Linked DNA regions of Mus musculus: region 1 is linked to region 2. A link is a contact called in public promoter capture Hi-C data. All regions are on one chromosome and are shown on one strand. Each heading gives the region's core, a stretch centred on a gene start, on an enhancer-like site or on the middle of the called end of the contact. The rest is flanking DNA. Distances are from core to core; before and after follow the strand shown. Region 1 overlaps Plcd3 (phospholipase C, delta 3). Region 2 overlaps Dcakd (dephospho-CoA kinase domain containing).

Region 1 (2,700 bases), core at 61-2,560, 70 kb before region 2:
TCCCAGTGGTGCCTGACCACCCCGCTGAAGGGCTGCCTGAGGGCTTCACCTGTCTTCCCTTGGCCTCTACAGCAGCTCAAGGGCCGGATCTTGGTGAAGGGGAAGAAGCTGCCAGCTGCTCGGAGTGAGGATGGTCGAATTCTGTCAGACAGGGAGGAGGAAGAGGAGGAGGAAGAGGAGGCGGAAGAGGCCTTGGAAGCTGCAGAGCAGAGGAGTCGAGTGAGTGTGTCTTGACAACTGGGTCAGCAGGCTGGGTCCTGCTGCGGGCCAGGGGATGGGGCAGCAGAGAAGGGTGGGAAGGAAAGGGAGGTGGGGTGGGGGAGGGGCTCTTGAGCTTAGTGATCCCCACTGAGGCTGGTTTCCCAGGCCAAGCAGATCTCCCCAGAGCTCTCAGCGCTGGCTGTGTATTGCTGTGCTACCCGCCTGCGGACCCTGGATCCCAGTCCTGGCCCGCCTCAGTCTTGCACGGTTGGCTCCCTCAGCGAGCGCAAGGCCAGGAAGTTCACCAGGGAGGCAGGTAGGAACCAGAACTCTGGATATCTGGGGACAGGAGAGCATGGAGCCTTCCGGGCTTGGGTGGTGATGGTGGTGGTGGGTGGAGGATGGGTATCCTAGAGTGTTCTCAAGATTTCAGAGGGCTGAGGACTTAGGGGGACCAGGTAAAGACTCTGACTTTATGGGGGCCTGGCTCCAGGCTAAGTGTGGGCGCAGAGCCACAGAGGAGAGAGGTTTGGAGTTGCCTTCACCACGGTCATAACCAAATGGTGGTCAAGGCACGGGCCAGGCAGCCAGGCTAGTGCCAGGGGCCAGCAGAGCCTGGAGGGTATGAGACCAGGAAGGCTTCATGGTTCATCCCATGTCTGAGAAGACGTCACTGCAGAGGAGGGAGGAAGCAGAAGAGGAAAGGACTCCAGAGAGGAGGAACAGGTCATAGGAAGACCTAGAGGCATGGCCACTGTAAGAGTCCCAGGAACCTAAGGCATGGCTAAGGGTGTGGGCAGAGTGAGTGACAGGGACCGGCATTCAGTGTAGGCCGCAGTCAGGCTGTGTGGCTGCCAGGTGTCCCTGCCTCTATCTGGTCCTCAGCAACCCCCTCTTTCTAGTCTCACCATAGTTCAGGAGAGAGGGAAGCTGGGGTGAAGTATGTGTGGGGGCAGGATTATAGGGCCTGGAACTGGGCCAGGGACAGGAGCCTGGGTCCTATCATAATCCTGTCCCAACTCTGCCCCAGGGACCAGCTTTGTCAGGCACAACACTCAGCAACTGACCCGAGTGTACCCACTGGGGCTGCGGATGAACTCAGCCAACTATAACCCCCAGGAGATGTGGAACTCCGGCTGTCAGCTGGGTGAGCGGGGCTGCAGGCAGGGAAGTCTCTGGGCGGGGATGGGTATTTCAGCAGTGGGCAGCCACACAGCTTTCTTTCTTTCTTTTTTAAAGTAATCTAGTTTTATTTATTATATGTAAGTACACGGTAGCTATCTTCAGACACACTAGAAGAGGGCATCAGATCTCATTATAGATGGTTGTAAGCCACCATGTGATTGCTGGGATTTGAACTCAGGACCTCTGAAAGAGCAGTCAGTGCTCTTAACCGCTGAGCCATCTTGCCAGCCCGCCACACAGCTTTCTAGAAGGTGGGAATGCATTGGTGGTTAACAGGCTGTCTGAAATGTAGGTTCATTCGTTCCTGGCAGTAAGGAAGTGACATTTTGTTTTGTTGAGCCAGAGTCTCGCTATGCAGCCCTGGCTGGCTTTCCACTCCTCTGCCTCTGTCTTCCCAGGGCTGGGTCAAAGGTGAGCACAACAGGGTCAGCAAAAAAATAGTTTTTCTTTTTCTTTTTCTTTTTTTCTTTTTTTGAGACAAAGTCTCTGACTGTCCTAGAACTCACTGTGCAGACCAGACTAGCTTCACCTGCCTCTGCCTCCTGGGTACTGAGATTAACAGCATGCGCCACACTGCCAGGCCAAAAGTTATATTTCTGTGTGGTACTTGGGTGGTAGAAGGCAGGGGGTGCAGTAGTTCATGTTCCTCCTTGGCTACTTAATGAGTCTGAGGCCAGCCTGGGTTACATGAGACAGTTTAAAAATACCTAAGAGAAAGTTACTTGGTTTTGTATGTTCCTGTGTGTGCGTGTGTGCACACATGTGTGCGTGGATGCAGAGTAGAGGCCAACGTGGGGTATCTTTTCAGATCTCCCCTTTTTTGTGTAGGAGTGTTGCTATGCAAGCATCTGTGTTGCTATGCAAGCATCTGCATCACATACATGCCTGTGGAGGCCAGAGAGGGCTCTGGACTCTCTGGAACTACAGTTACAGACAGCTGTGAGACACCACATGGGTTCTGGGGACCGAATTCACGTGCTCTGTCCCCAACTGCTAAGAGTCATCTCTCTGTCACCTTAGTTTGTCAGACAAGGTCTTTCACTATCCCTGGGGTTTGCTCTTTTAGCTAGGCTGGGTGAGTAGTGACCTTCCCCCGCCCCTATCCCAGAATCCACCTACCTCTGCCTCCACAACCCTGAGCTCAGAGAGACATACTGCTAGGCCTGGCTTTTTCATAGGTTCTGGGGATTCAAACGTGGGGCCTCATGCTTGCCCAGCAAGCCCTTTATTCCCTGAGCTGTTTCCTCAGCTCCCACAAGTTAGATTTTTCTGAAGGTTGACATTAACAACTGGCTGGGGTGGTGGCACATACCT
Region 2 (2,829 bases), core at 277-2,776:
TTGGGCCAGCAAGGTGGCTTATTAGGTAAAGGTACCTGCTACCAAGCCTGACAACTGAGTTCCTCCCCAGGACCTACATGGTAGAAGGAGAGAAGCAGCTTTCAGGTTGTCCTCTGACCTACACACATGCACATACATACATACAACATACAAACATAGTACATACAACTTTTGTTTTGATTTTTTTAGACAGAGTCTCATTAAGTAACCCTGGCTATCTTGGAACTTGTTCTGTGGACCAGGCAGGCCTCAAATTCACAGAGATCCTCCTGCCTCTACTTCTCGAGTGTCCAACATGCCCAGCCAATACATGTAATTTATTTATTTATTTTTGGATTTTCGAGACAAGGTTTCTCTGTAGAGCCCTGGCTGTCCTGGAACTCACTTTGTAGACCAGGCTGGCCTCGAACTCAGGAATCCGCCTGCCTCTGCCTCCTGAGTGCTAGGATTAAAGTCATGCGCCACCACCGCCGGGCAATACACGTAATTTTTAAAAAGAGAGACCGAGGCCTCTCTGTTGGTCGTGGTGTTCCTTGATTTACCAGCTAAGCGTTTTCGGGTGCTTTCAGGAGTGGAAGGAACTGTCCGTGAAACAGCCTCCCTCTGGATATGATGCTGTACTGGGCCCTTTGTGAAGGCTGAAGCCCAGAAAAGACCAGGCCTCTGGGACTCCACAGTTTCTCATTTGCAGAGGACTTGCTACACTTTCCCAGACCTCGTAGCTCCTTGAGGACAAACTGGTAGCTTTACATGGTCAGAGATAGACCCACACCTCTGTGTAGCCCATAGCCTTCCCTGTTAGCCAGTGCTTTGAGCCTGGCTGGTTCTACATCTTTTCTTTTCTTTTCTTTTCTCTTCTCTTCTCTTCTTTTCTTTTCTTTCTTTCTTTTCTTTCTTTCTTTCTTTCTTTTTTTTTTTTTTTTTTGAGACAGGGTTTCTCTGTGTAGCCCTGGCTGTCCTGGAACTCACTCTGTAGACCAGGCTGGCCTCGAACTCAGAAATCCGCCTGCCTCTGCCTCCCAAGTGCTGGGATTAAAGGCTTGCGCCACCACTGCCTGGCTCTACATCTTTTCTTGAAAGTCTTGTAGAGGACTCAGATTTGGCCAGGCCTAGAAGTGCTATAAAGTAGATTCTAGAAAATAATGGCTCGGTTGGCAACTTAGATTGTTAAAGGTGGCCGTTTCTTCATGTGCACTTGGGGGGCTGTCTATGGGTTTGAGTGGTACTTGGTTTCTGCCTTGCTGTGCTTTGAAAAGCCAGTGGGCCTTTGCTTCAGCCTCCTTTCTGGCAGGGCCTAATCTACTCATTGCCTGGGGTACAAAGGGGCTTTTGGGCCAGGCCAGGGCCAGCATCATCTGACCATCCTGCTCCCCACCAGCCGGCTCTGTTCCCCCCAGCTGGTTTCATTTGCTCTGGTCTGTCTGCAGTTTTCCCACAGGGAAAGCTGGAGGTTTCCATGGGTTGTCTGAGAGGTCCCTGGCACATTGCTGCAAAGCACAGAGGAGCTTAGTCAACAGCTGGAGAGGGAATGAGTCACCCGGGCTTGCTAGACAGGAACAGCTGGTTCTTACCCATCCCCTTCAAGCCGGCAGCCAAGAGCCTCCCCGTGCATGTGTTCCTTCAGGCTTCCAGCTAAAGGCAAAGTGACTGGCCATTTCTGCAGATGGAAGTCGAAGGCACTCAAAAGGGTAGCTGCTCATTTGGTTGCCATGGGAGCCTGCACTTCCCATGTGTCTTGATCGTTGTGAGCAAGCACCCTCCCTCCCTTTCTGCAGAACAAAACTGTATGATAATCAAGAAACCAGCCACTGGGAATGATGTACATGCTTATAATCCCAGTGCTTGGGAGGATCAGGAGTTCAAGGTCATCCTAGGCTATATAGTAACCCGAGCTAGCCTGGGCAGGTCCCTTCAGGCTCTGCTCACTATCTGTTGCAATAAAAGTGTGAGGAGCCAGCACTTGGGAGGCAGAGGCAGGCGGATTTCTGAGTTCGAGGCCAGCCTGGTCTGCAAAGTGAGTTCCAGGACAGCCAGGGCTATACAGAGAAACCATGTCTCAAAAAACTAAAAAAAAAAGGTGTGAGGATCGGGCTGGCGAGATGTCTCAGCGGTTAAGAGCACTGACTGCTCTTCTGAAGGCCTTGAGTTCAGATCCCAGCAACCACATGATGGCTCACAACCACCCATAATGAGATTTGACTCCCTCTTCTGGTGCATCTGAGGACAGCTACAGTGTACTAATGAATAATAATAAATTAATTTAAAAAAAAAGTGTGAGGATCCAGTCTGAGCCCTGCCATACACCAGAGTTGCTCTATCCCCAGAGATTGTGATTGCACCCATTCCGAGGAGGTGTGTGGGCAGCTCTGTGGAGGGAGGTTGAGGGCAGCTTGGCTAGATGGACTTCCATTTACCCTCAGCTGATTCTGACAGGTGACTGTTGGTGGCTTTGTTTTTGTGTGGGAAGCTGGCCCTTACCTCTCCACTCTAGACTGCTGTTCAGGAAGAGGGACAGATGTTCCTCGCTTTAGAGCAGGACTTCCTTGTTTTCCACCCAAATCCCCTTTTCACCAGAATGTGACTCTGGGTATGTGGATGTTAGTGGTAATCATCAAGGAATTGATTTTAAACCAGGTGGTGGTGGCGCACGCCTTTAATCCCAGCACTCAGGAGGCAGAGGCAGGTGAATCTGAGTTTGGAGTGAGCATGGTATATAGAATACATTGCCGGACAGCCAGGGTTACACAAGAGAATACCTGTTTTGAAAAAGCAGGTAGGTTTAAGGGCAGGCACAGTTGCTAAGCAAGTAAAGATGCTTAGAACACTTTG

The links. Capture Hi-C pulls out chosen DNA fragments and counts their contacts.
Region 1: a promoter capture Hi-C map of adipose tissue shows a contact between it and region 2. The contact joins two enhancer-like sites. A contact is called at or near these places in 1 of 15 datasets of contacts at CTCF or cohesin (large pre-B cells), 3 of 484 Hi-C or Micro-C datasets (brain, muscle stem cells and nephron progenitors), 3 of 115 datasets of contacts at active chromatin or transcription factors (embryonic stem cells and microglia) and 4 of 9 other capture datasets (adipose tissue, embryonic stem cells, liver and 1 more).

What each region holds. Positions count from the first base shown.
Region 1 is chr11:103,072,376-103,075,075 of GRCm38.p6, reverse strand. It overlaps Plcd3 (phospholipase C, delta 3), which reads left to right. Exons shown (of 15, transcript NM_152813.3): 9 at 73-219; 10 at 367-517; 11 at 1,232-1,348. Among named protein-coding and RNA genes, the nearest start is that of Gm42090, 26 kb to the right of the region's middle. Within about 2 kb of position 1,310, at least 14 of the 459 cell types and tissues checked have an H3K27ac peak or open chromatin away from gene starts, as enhancers often do. A contact at or near this core is called in adipose tissue, where this site is marked.
Region 2 is chr11:103,002,163-103,004,991 of GRCm38.p6, reverse strand. All of the region lies in intron 1 of Dcakd (dephospho-CoA kinase domain containing), which reads left to right. Among named protein-coding and RNA genes, the nearest start is that of Mir6931, 3.7 kb to the right of the region's middle. Within about 2 kb of position 1,526, at least 134 of the 459 cell types and tissues checked have an H3K27ac peak or open chromatin away from gene starts, as enhancers often do. A contact at or near this core is called in adipose tissue, where this site is marked.